3 separate regions of the Zea mays genome follow, and regions 1 and 2 are each linked to region 3. Evidence: chromatin contacts called from public Hi-C data. All regions are on one chromosome and are shown on one strand. Each heading gives the region's core, a stretch centred on a gene start, on an enhancer-like site or on the middle of the called end of the contact. The rest is flanking DNA. Distances are from core to core; before and after follow the strand shown. Region 1 holds the start of LOC100281233 (BRASSINOSTEROID INSENSITIVE 1-associated receptor kinase 1). Region 2 holds the start of LOC100276248. Region 3 holds the start of LOC100304257.

Region 1 (3,530 bases), core at 472-2,971, 240 kb after region 3:
GCAGCCATATCATCATACTACAAGATGTCTAGATCAATCCATGTCACTGGATTTATTTATTTACTATTTTTTTTGTCAAACATTGTCATGAAGAAAGCCAATGTCCACACCCAGGGACTCATCATGTAGTCTTCAGCTTGTCCTGGATGATTGCAGTCACTGTGATAATGCCAGTATGTAATTCTTGTAAGCCTCACTTTTATATTATATATGCGTATACAGAAGAAAATAAAAAGTAAACCAATTAAAGCTGCAGGTTACATACCTCTCAAACCAGATGATCTGACTGTGCCGGCCAAGTCGTTGTTTGCAATATTTCTGAATGAATACATTTTTTTTTCCCTTTTGTCAGTTGCGAATAGAGAACGTCATCTTGTAAAATATGATTATGTATCCATGTAGAGGCGACAACGATGTATTGAAACTAACGCATTACTCACAGCTCGGTCAGATTCCCAGCAATGACAAGAGAGAGGACTTCCAATGGAACCGTGCCGGTCAGCATATTCGCGTTCAACTTCCTGTGCGTGGACACACGAGTCAAATGTCAGAAGCCACACACACCGACTATGAACTCCTTGACCATTTCAAAAATTCATCTCTGAATCCAAATTTAAGGACTATGACATACATGAACTGCAATGTTTTGATGTTCCCGAGAGAGGATGGGATTGCACCGCTCAGCGCATTCCTCTGAAGCTCCAGCCTCTCAAGGCTCGTCAAATTGCCCAGAGATTCAGGTATGGGCCCTGTCAGATTGTTCCCATACAACATCCTGAAGTAGATCGCCACATTTTAACAGTTCATAAAACAGACAGAGAAATAAGCTAGGGTTTTTTAGTGCAGTCTGCAATTCTTACAGGTACTGGAGGTTCTGCAGTCCTCCCAAATCTGGAATCAGAGTGCCTGATAGGCCTGCGTTCCCCAAATCTCTGCAAAAAAAAGGCAATAAACAGCTAGTTTAGTTGTTGTGTTCGCTCGTACTCCCTCCGTCCCAAAATAGTAGTCGTTTTAAAGAATTACTGAGTTTATACAATTCTTGATGCATATGTTTTGTATATGTGTCTATATTCATCATTATTAATTTGAATATAGACGTAAGAACTAAAAGCTGAAACGACTACTATTTTAGAACGGACGGAGTACATCGGAGTTGAGCTTCAATGCACCTTTTATCAATGAACAAGCTGGGTACTATCTTGGGATGGTAGAGTCTGGGACTCTCTGTTCCATTATCTATAAAATTAAAGGAGAGAGGAACATACACACGAATAACACTGTTGTCGTTGTTGCAAGTGATATGGACCCAGGTGCAGGGATTGGCAAGAGTCGGATCCCAGCTCACGAGCACATCGTTTGGGTCCTTCCATGTCGCCCTTTGCTTGTACAGGATGTCACCTTGGAGCCACAACAACAAACATGCATGTTTCAGAAAGAAAAAGACTGTATGATATATACACAGTGTTCCGGGAAAAGACTCAACATGGAAACGATGCTTGCGACATCATATACATGCAGTTTACCTTCAGTGTTGCAGCTTGCAAGTGCTGCAAGAGCAAGAAGGCAGCTCAGGAAGACTGCTGTTGCCGCTGCAAACTGAGCTGCCATTGCTCAGTTTGAGCCTGAGAACTTCTTGGCACACACTGAAATGTTGAGGGGACGCTTTGCATTGCATATAGACAGCTGTAACTTGTAAGAATAAATAAAGGGATTGGTTTTGAATCTTCCCAGCTCTAGCTAGTCCGGTCAAACTTGCCTACTCCATCATGGACCGGATACATAGGGCCGTCCCTGTGGGGGTGCCAAGGGTGCCGCCGCACCGGGCCCCCCAAAATAGAGGGCCCCGTAGCCACTGTACGGTAGTATTTTTTCCTATTAAACTTATCTATTATAGACATAAATACGTAAAGAGCGATGCGTTATCGAGTTATCGACTAGTCTCGTTTATATTCTTAAACTGTCTCAATTACTTATCGAATACTCCATCCGTTTCAAAATAGTATTTGTTTTAGTTCTTGATTTTTATGTTTATATTGATGATGATAAATCCACTAAAGAAGCAAAACAAATTCTATTTTGATATAGGGAGAGTATTATAAACTATACATATGATGGTTGCTTTGGCAGAGAGAAGCTTTTTAAAATTGAAATATTTTTGTGAACTATTTTTGATCAACAATAACTCAAGAGATGTTAAATGGCTTGGTGATTCTATATATCAAAAAAAGTTGTTAGATGAGATTGATCTCAATGATATAAGAGATGACTTTGTATCACAAAATGTTAAAAGATATTTTTAATAATATGAGATAACATGTGTTTTTTTGCTATATTTTACATTTGTTATCTTGTAAACTTCAAAATAGTGCATAATAATTTTAATATGTCAAATATTTGATAATATATGTATAATTATATATATGTGTGGATGGATCTCGATATCGGATTTCGCACTGGGCCCCTGAAAAGTCAGGAACGGCTTACATATTGTACTCTTTCGAGTGGCGAATGTGCACAAAGGAAGTCCCGGACTAGATTTTGTTTTGTCCTGACCCGGTAAAACCTCACCTTGTAATGGTCTTCGGCTTTTTCTGTGATAGTGTGACAGCTATAGCTAAATTGCCATTGAAAACTTTTTTTAGAATCATAAATGTGAACGTAGACAGACTAATCACTATCAGAATTTGGTTCTTTTCGAGTGCTAAATGATTTGTCGAGTATTTTCTTTCGAGCACTCGACAAAGAAACTTTTTGCCGAGTGCTAAGCATAAAACTAAACATTCGGCAAAGAGCTTTTTTGTCGAGTATATTTTTTCAACACATAATTTAAAAATCACATTTAAATCAGTAAATTAATTCAAATGAAAAAGTTTTCAACTATAAATTTGTATAACTTATCAAGATGTATAATTTATATTTTGATCATTTTTTATATGACAAAATAAAAGTAAATTTGTAAAAAAACATATATCTATCTCGTAGTTTAGAAAACTACAATAGAGATGTATAAGATTTGTGAATAATGTTAGAACCATCATGTAAGGTGAACAAATGACTAAACAACCAAAACAAACTTTGTAGATCTTGAGAAGTTATATAATTTTATAGTTGACAACTTTTCATTTGAAGTCATCTTGTCAACGAAAACTATGTCTAAATTTAAAAAATGTAAAATTTGAATTTTGAAAACAACCTCGAATGAGAAAACCACTAACATGAAAGTCGTAGGTCTTGAAAAGTTATAAAACTTTGCAATTGATAATATTTTGGTTTGAAATCAACTTGTCATGCAAAACTATGTCTGAATTTTAAAATTTTAATTTTTCAAACTACCTCGGATGGAAAAGCAACAAAATAAAAGTTATAGGTTTTGAAATGTAATGAAACTTTATAATTGATTTTTTATTTAAAATCATCTTATCATAGTAAGATTTGTTTGAAGTTTTCAAATTTGAAATTTAATTTTTTTTAAACAGCCTCAGAGGTAGAAACTATCGAAATAGAAGTTTTAGATCTTGAAAAATTATGCA
Region 2 (3,809 bases), core at 904-3,403, 160 kb after region 3:
TACGGGTGGGTGGCACAACACGCAAAACAAGGCAGGCCAGGCGAGGGCCGAGGGGCGACTCATGATGAGCTGTCAGCAGGTGGGCAATGGCGGATCCCTATGCGACGACGCAGCTGAGACCCAGGCAGCCCGTCCACAGGCTCTTCCTCCTTGTCAGACGTTTCTGCAAAAAAAAGAAGGCACAGCCAACTTCTATTAACAGTAGTCAGTGGTACTACTAGATTCCGATATAAAAGAAAACTATACACTGGCTCCACACACTGAGCGATAAGTGATGATGCGTGGCAAAATAACCGCGTAACTAACTAACTACTACTAAAAAATGTTAATCACACTTGCTTCTCTAAATCTCCATCATCTAAGGGCTTGTTCGTTTTGCTCTCAATCCATGTAAATTCGATGAGATTGAGTGGATTTCAATCCCAAATAAGTCAAAATCTTTGATATTTTTTTTAATCTCATCCAATCCACATGCGATAGGAACAATGCCTAAGAATGAACGCCCATCTCGTTCTTTGAGTCAATCGGCCTAAATTTGTGGACAATAATAGTAACATCTAAATCTCTTAGATGGTGGGTTAGTATATATAAAAATATATGACATTAATAATACAATGGTATCTAGCTATTTTGATGCCGTAACATTAGTACTTTCATGATAATAGTGTTTGGCTCTTCTAAGTGAGAGATGTGCCCTTTGTGTTGGTAAGGCGGGGACAGTACAATTTAAACCAGATATGTATAGGTAATTAACGTTTATGACACTGAATACATATGTTGTGAATATGCTATTGTAGATTAAGGGGGTGCTTAGTTTCTAGGCACTATTATTCTATTTTACGGGGTGTTTGGTTCTGTGGACTAAAGTTTAGTCCGGGTCACATCAAGCGTTTGACTTTCAAATAGGAGTATGAAATATAGGCCCAACCAACTGTACTAGATTCGTCTCACTTTTTAATCTTCGGCTGAGAAATTAGTTTTATAATCCGACTACATTTAATACCCCGAACGGAGGTTCAAACATTCGATGTGATAGAGGCTAAATTTTAGCAGGGGCAAACCAAACACCCCCTGAATTGCTAGATATGGAAACTAAAACTATATTCTAGTTTTCGTATTTAGCAATTTATGAACTAAAATAGAATAAAACGAAGGGAGTAAAAAGATTAGTCACTACAAACCCTAAAACCTATAAACAAGTCATAACCCAAACATGATTAATTATTTCAGGACGGAGGGAGCGCGCGTGTGCTTGGCTAGAACCCTAAACCCTACTACGTACTTATTACGTTTAACGATTCCACTGTCAGGTGTCAGCTTGTGCCATTAGTAACCAGCTGAATTTGAAACACTAACCCTGGGCTCGTGGCAGAGCATGTCGGGCGGGATGTGGTAGAGGTCCTGGTCCACGGTCTTGACCGCCGCCCTCCTCCGTCGCGCCTGGTAGCCCACCACCGGGCTCTGCTGCTTCCCCTGCTTCCTGGCAGCGCCAGCGCCAGCGCCGCCCAGTCCCAGTCCCACCACCACGTCCAAACCCAAATGCTGCTGCTGCAGCTGCTTCTTCTTCTCGTCCTCGTGCTCGTGCTCGCCATCTTCGTCCTCCAGCTCAAGCGTGGCTGTGGCACTTTGCCTCCACTTCACCACCTAATACAGCAGTCAGCAGCACATGACACATGAGCAACGCATCGAACCAAAAAATGCAGTCGATCGTCGTCGCCACCGTACCGTACCTTGCTGGCAGGCTTGGGCGGCACCGCCGGTATCGCCACGACGAGTCGCCTGGCCTGCATCTGCATGGCGGAGTCCAGGTCGTAGTGGGTGACGACGGGCCGTTGGTCGCCGCCGCCGCCGCCGTAGCCGTAGGCATGGTTCCACTCCCCGAACGCCGGGACGCGCTGCCGCCTCGCCCGCGCCTGCTTCTTCTGCACGGGGCTCATCATGTGCACACAACACGAATCAAAGAGATGGAACCGAGCAGAGCAGCTAGCTAGCGGTCTCAGTATACGCTACGGCTAGCGCTAGTACGTACCTTCATGGGCTGCCGCGCGCGCGACCGTCGTCGAGGCAGGAAGGATCGGAGTGGTGGTCGAGGAGTAGTGTAGTGCGACTGCGAGCTAGGTCGCCGGTCACGCACGCAGGGGCAGGGGAAGGGGAAGGTGAACTGGTGGAGCTAGCTAGGGCGATGAACTGGTGTACGTATTTATAGAGCGAGACTTGGGGGAGAGCTAGTAGGTAGTCAAAGAGTGGAGTGGGATGTCCGCCCATTCCTGCCGGAGATTGGGTTAGGTTAGGTGGTTACAGCAGGATGAGACTGTCTCCAGCAACGTTCCCTAAATTTCATCCCTAAAGAAATATTCTATGTCCTTTACAGCACACTCTAAAATATTTCGTCATCTATATCTTTTTTGTCTCCAGCAACGTTCTCTAAATTTGATTCTTTATATCTACAGTATTAACAGAATATATAAACTACCATATTTAATCATTGTTTTTCGTATATTTATCCACGAGCGGTTCGTCGTACCAGAAATTTAAAATAGTTTTTACAATACATTTTCATTTAATATAGAAAATACCCATCGATCCTATTTAAAAAATAATATACCAGATATGGAAATAGCTTAATCTCACCCCTCAAAATCCCCACCAAATATCAACCTTTTTTTGCCATGTCGTTGTCTCCGCCTTCCTGCTCTCATCGCTGTTCCTCTCCTCTGCAACCCTGTTCTCCAAGAAGAGCATCCTTGTTCGCTTTCACCACCTCGACTGTCAAGGTTTGGGGCTGGCAATGATAGCAGTTGCAGGCTTGTAGTGTTGGCGGCTGCAGCAACTGTCTGCGTGGTGAATCTAACCGTCCGCCATGGAGGTAGGGTGGTCCGCCGCCGGATCCGCCCGATTCCGACCTCCTGCTGCCCTGCTTCACATCGAACACGTACAGTGCAAGACGCGAACGAACCGGCAGCGCGGGGAAGAAGGTCGTCAGGGGAACAGAGGAGAGAGAAGATTCCGGCTTTGGGCGCGAGGATGCAACTGCCACCGTATAGCGGACGCTTCTTCATCTGCCACATTTAGAGGCTTCTCAGCGAACCGTAAATTTTACGGTCTTCTTTAGCGAACGTTGTTGGAGGGATAGCACACGCCACCATACTCTAAATTTAGCGTACAGACGCATATGCAGAGCGTTGTTGGAGACAGCCTAATGCGAGGAGATGGGCGCAGCGTGCGTGCGTGCGTGCCATGCCTTGCCATGGAAGGCAAGGCAGCAGCCGCGCGGTAGACACTATACTCCTAGAGAGTAGAGTAGAGTATAGCCAGTCGAGTCGAGTCGAGTCCGAAGAGCAGGATTCAAGCAGGCGGCAGCTGTGCGTCCTGCGCTGCTGACTGAGCGCGCGCTGGCGGTGCGACCATTACGTAGAACAGTGCCGCGCGTACGCAGCAGTGCGTGCTGATGACCGCAGCGCGTGGCCAGGCCTTGCGTAGGTATGGTCGGTCTACCACAGTCCACAGGCTCTCTGCTCCCCTGCGCCACTGCAGCGTGTGCAGCGTGAGGTCTTGTTGGAGACGAAAGCCCGAAAGGGCGTGGGCGTGGCCGTGGCCGCGACCGCGACCGCGGGGTGACCACACCTCTGCTCTGCTCTGCTCTGCATGCGACCGTCTCCAGAACATGAGGCCAGGGTCCGGTGAACGGCAGTGGCTGCCTCGGCTGTTTCCTCTTTTGTTTTGTTTGCTGTGGGTGGCTTGGTCAGTCAGGTTTGCGTAGTACGTAATGGCAGCAAACGGTCGTTAAGTTTTATGCTGTGCATTCCCTC
Region 3 (3,499 bases), core at 248-2,747:
ACAAAGTGCAATTCTCCATGCAAATCTATTGGATACATCACAGTTGACTTATGACTGAACTATGTGATGCACATGTTAATTTACACTTCGTAAGCATGTGATGGGCCACAAACATGATAGCTTTTAATTTGTGTCTCTCTCCTGAACAAGTTTGTATCATGTGAATAGAAATTTTGTTGAATCAAGTAAACCAATGCTTCAAACAATTCAATAAACAGTGGTAGAAGATAGGCGGCCAACTTTCAATTTTGTATAAAAAAAATCATATACTGATTGTTCTGTTTATTAGTTGTTGATGTTCACAGCAACACTATATTGTGACAGGAAGCCCAATGAGTAATAAAGAACCTATGTAGACACTGCAGTTACAAATGGATATACTGGTGCATAATGTAGAAGAATGACAGTGGATATGTACCAAAATTCAGTTTGGTTCAAGGTTCTGTAATACACAAATACACAATCCTAATGTGATTTGCTAGAAACAACCACATGTAGTGGGGCGAATGATGGCAGCAAGTAGTTATGAGAACATACTTCGAGCAATGTCAATTTCTGCCACCGCCAGCAACATAAAAACTTGAGAAGTTCATAAGGGGCAATCAACTAATGTGAATTGCCAACCTATCAGGCGCTTTTCAGGCTAGTCCCCAATTCATTCCTAAATGGAGTGTTTGGATGAGCTAGAGCCAGTTACTAGTTAGGCTAAAAAATAGCTCAAAATAGACCAGGTTAGCTATCTAGATGGCTAACAATTAGTTGAACACTTGTCTAACAAATTAGCTCGCCTATTAGCCATTTAGCCCTCATGTTTGGATGCACTAGAGCTAATTTGGGCTAATGTATAGTTAGCTATAGTCATTAGCCCTTATAACAAAATAAGCCCTGTGTTGATAGCGTATGCCATCAAACTAGCCGGTTTATGGATCATATTCTAATCCACATATTGGTCCAAAAAAATATTCTAATTCACATATACATAGCATGGCTAACAAACCATGGAGCATTTACAGGGGAATAAAAACAGAGATCAAAATCGAGGAGACATCCTCTTCGTGACCGGAACGCACCGTGGAGCTCGAAGTGGCGCCGGATCATCTCGCGGACCCGCAGGCTGGCCTGCTCCGGAGAGCCCCGCCCAGCACCAGCGGCCTCCTCCCCCATCATCTCCACCGTTGCGCACGTGGCCCTGTCAACAACTACCGCAGGGTCACTGGCATCCGGATCCCGCTCCGCGGGAGGCGAGTCGTCGAGGAGCTCGTCTGAGGAGTCGCGGGCGTGGGACGCGGCGGAAGGGTTTGGGCGTTTAGGACCGTGGTGGTGCTGGAGTACGAGGAGGATGAGGGCCGCAGCGGAGAAGGCGGCCAAGAGGAGGGCTCGCTGAAGGAGACGCGATGACGAGCGGCCCCCGCGCCGCCATCTCATGGGTGCCGGCGGCATGGGAATGGCCGGCTGCGCGGGACTGCGGTACTGGCCTCCTGGGCTGGAACGAGCACCGGTGCGGCGGTGCCCTGTTCTGGACTGCAATACTGCCGCAATACTGTGCTGGAGCGAGCGCGCATTGGTCCGGTGTTGATTTTTTTTCTTTTTTATGTTTTTGAAAATATATAGAGGAGAGGAATAAATTGCTATGCGTATGTATCTGTCATAACCATTAAATTTAAATAGTTACATACATATTTTAGTTTTATTTAATATATCATTTAAAATGTAAATATATAAATATATTTTTTTCTTTGATCCGGGAATCCTAGAAATGATTTAAGTTTCTAAACTAGCCCTGCATTTTTGGGATTGCTACCCTGAGTAATAAGAGTATCACAAAAAGCTCTCTAGAAAATGACTCTTCAAAATCCGTTTTAACCGGCATCTAAAAAATTAGTGAGGGTAGATTTTAATTCTCTCTCCAACAGATCCCTTAAAGTGGCATATTGTTTCTGGGGAGCCCAAAAAACCTCTCATTTGTAGCTACAAATGAGGAAGTTTTAAGAGCTATGAAAAAAGTTTGGAACGTTTTAGGGGAACTGTTGGATATACGTTTTTGTATTTTTTCCAAAAAACTTTATTTAGAAGAGACTTATGGTAAGCTTTTGGGGATGCTATAACAAGGATTTTATTATGATTTGATTTTCTAAACTAGTCCTAAAGACTTGTTTGAATGTATAAGGAGTTAAGGGTTGGAGTGGATGAGCGACATATAATGGCCCTGTTTGTTTCGGATTCTAGCAGCTTCTGGCCACTAAAAACTGCTGCGGACTGCCAAACGCTCAGCTTTTCAGCCAGCTTCTATAAAATTCGTTGGGACAAAAACCATCCAAAATCAATATAAACACATAATCGGTTAAGTCGTTGTAATAGTAGGAATCCATCACTTTGTAGATCCTGAGTCCTATGAACAACTTCATCTTCTTCCACACGTAATCGTAATGATACTCAGATTCTCCCCACAGCCAGATTCTCCTCACAGCCAGATTTTCAGAAAAGCTGGTCAGAAAAAAGCTGAACCAAACAGGCCCATTGTCTAACCTGGGAAAGCCCACGGCAGTTTGGAGTTTTGGCCCGAAAGAAATGCACAAAAGGCGAAAAGGGACGTTGCTCCTAATAAGGCTGTCTAGTAGAGAGTTTTCTAGCATGATCTTTTAAAACTGCCATGCTATCTATAACAAAATGAAAAAATAAACGAAACACTCTTTTTTAATGAAAAGTTTCATTTTAGAATTTGTAGATATATAATTCCATGACCCATATATAGTCGATAATAATTGTGCTAGCTAAGACAGTTTGATCTCCATGACACTCACTTGTTCTCTTTTTTAAAAAAACGTTTTCACTTCATCAAAAAGGTTCTTGAGACAACTCATTAAATAGAAATAAAACTTGCACTTAGACCGGTCTAATCATTATCATCCCTAAACTGTGAAAGTGTACGGAGGTCCACACATAGGGTTTCAAATCATAGATCTTTTAAAAGTTTCAAAAAGGTGTCAGATGTCTTATGATCAGGCACACGGTAAAAAAAATGAAACTTACGCGTGTGATATACTAGATATACAACATAACATAATTAATGAGACTCGGCTCCAAATGACAGACGAAGCACTTTGGCATAAAAACGAACTTTAGCTTTTGCTTTAATAGGACCATTTATATATATTTTTTTTGTTATTACATGGAAGGTGACGGACACACTAATAATAATCGGAGGCAAGAACTACAACAATGACAATCTAAAATTAATACATGCGCATATTGCGCGAGAACGAAATGAAACAACATGAGTTGCCAAACTGCATGCGCACTTAATTTATGTTATGTTACGACCTACCGGATACACATACATACGCATGTTCTTCTTCATGAATTCTGATCTGATCGAGCGAGGAATCTAGACTTGCTCGGCGTCGCTGCGTCCCGCGCCGTTCTCCGCCGGCTTGGCGGCGCCCTTGGCTGCTTCCTCCGGGTGGCCGTCGTGGACCTTGACAAGATCCTCCGCCACGGC

The links. Hi-C and Micro-C count contacts between places; a contact is called where the count stands out from the background.
Region 1: a Hi-C map of ear shows a contact between it and region 3, with 4 times the contacts expected there. The contact joins the promoter of LOC100281233 here to the promoter of LOC100304257 in region 3. A contact is called at or near these places in 4 of 25 Hi-C or Micro-C datasets (bundle sheath, ear, leaf and 1 more).
Region 2: a contact with region 3 is called in a Hi-C map of endosperm, with 2.5 times the contacts expected there. The contact joins the promoter of LOC100276248 here to the promoter of LOC100304257 in region 3. A contact is called at or near these places in 4 of 25 Hi-C or Micro-C datasets (ear, endosperm, leaf and 1 more).

The regions. Positions count from the first base shown.
Region 1 is chr4:23,610,174-23,613,703 of Zm-B73-REFERENCE-NAM-5.0, forward strand. LOC100281233 (BRASSINOSTEROID INSENSITIVE 1-associated receptor kinase 1) reads right to left here and starts at 1,722. Exons shown (of 7, transcript NM_001154152.3): 1 at 1,524-1,722; 2 at 1,266-1,398; 3 at 861-932; 4 at 632-775; 5 at 441-521; 6 at 266-318; 7 at 1-159. The coding sequence starts at 1,608. The coding sequence ends at 122.
Region 2 is chr4:23,523,982-23,527,790 of Zm-B73-REFERENCE-NAM-5.0, forward strand. LOC100276248 reads right to left here and starts at 2,154. Exons shown (of 4, transcript NM_001374098.1): 1 at 2,030-2,154; 2 at 1,731-1,922; 3 at 1,357-1,644; 4 at 1-163. The coding sequence starts at 2,035. The coding sequence ends at 98.
Region 3 is chr4:23,367,703-23,371,201 of Zm-B73-REFERENCE-NAM-5.0, forward strand. It overlaps LOC100304257, which reads right to left and starts at 1,498. Exons shown (of 8, transcript NM_001165700.1): 1 at 1,071-1,498. The coding sequence starts at 1,440. LOC100192602 (mtN3-like protein) reads right to left here. Exons shown (of 6, transcript NM_001137817.1): 6 at 3,101-3,499. The coding sequence ends at 3,386.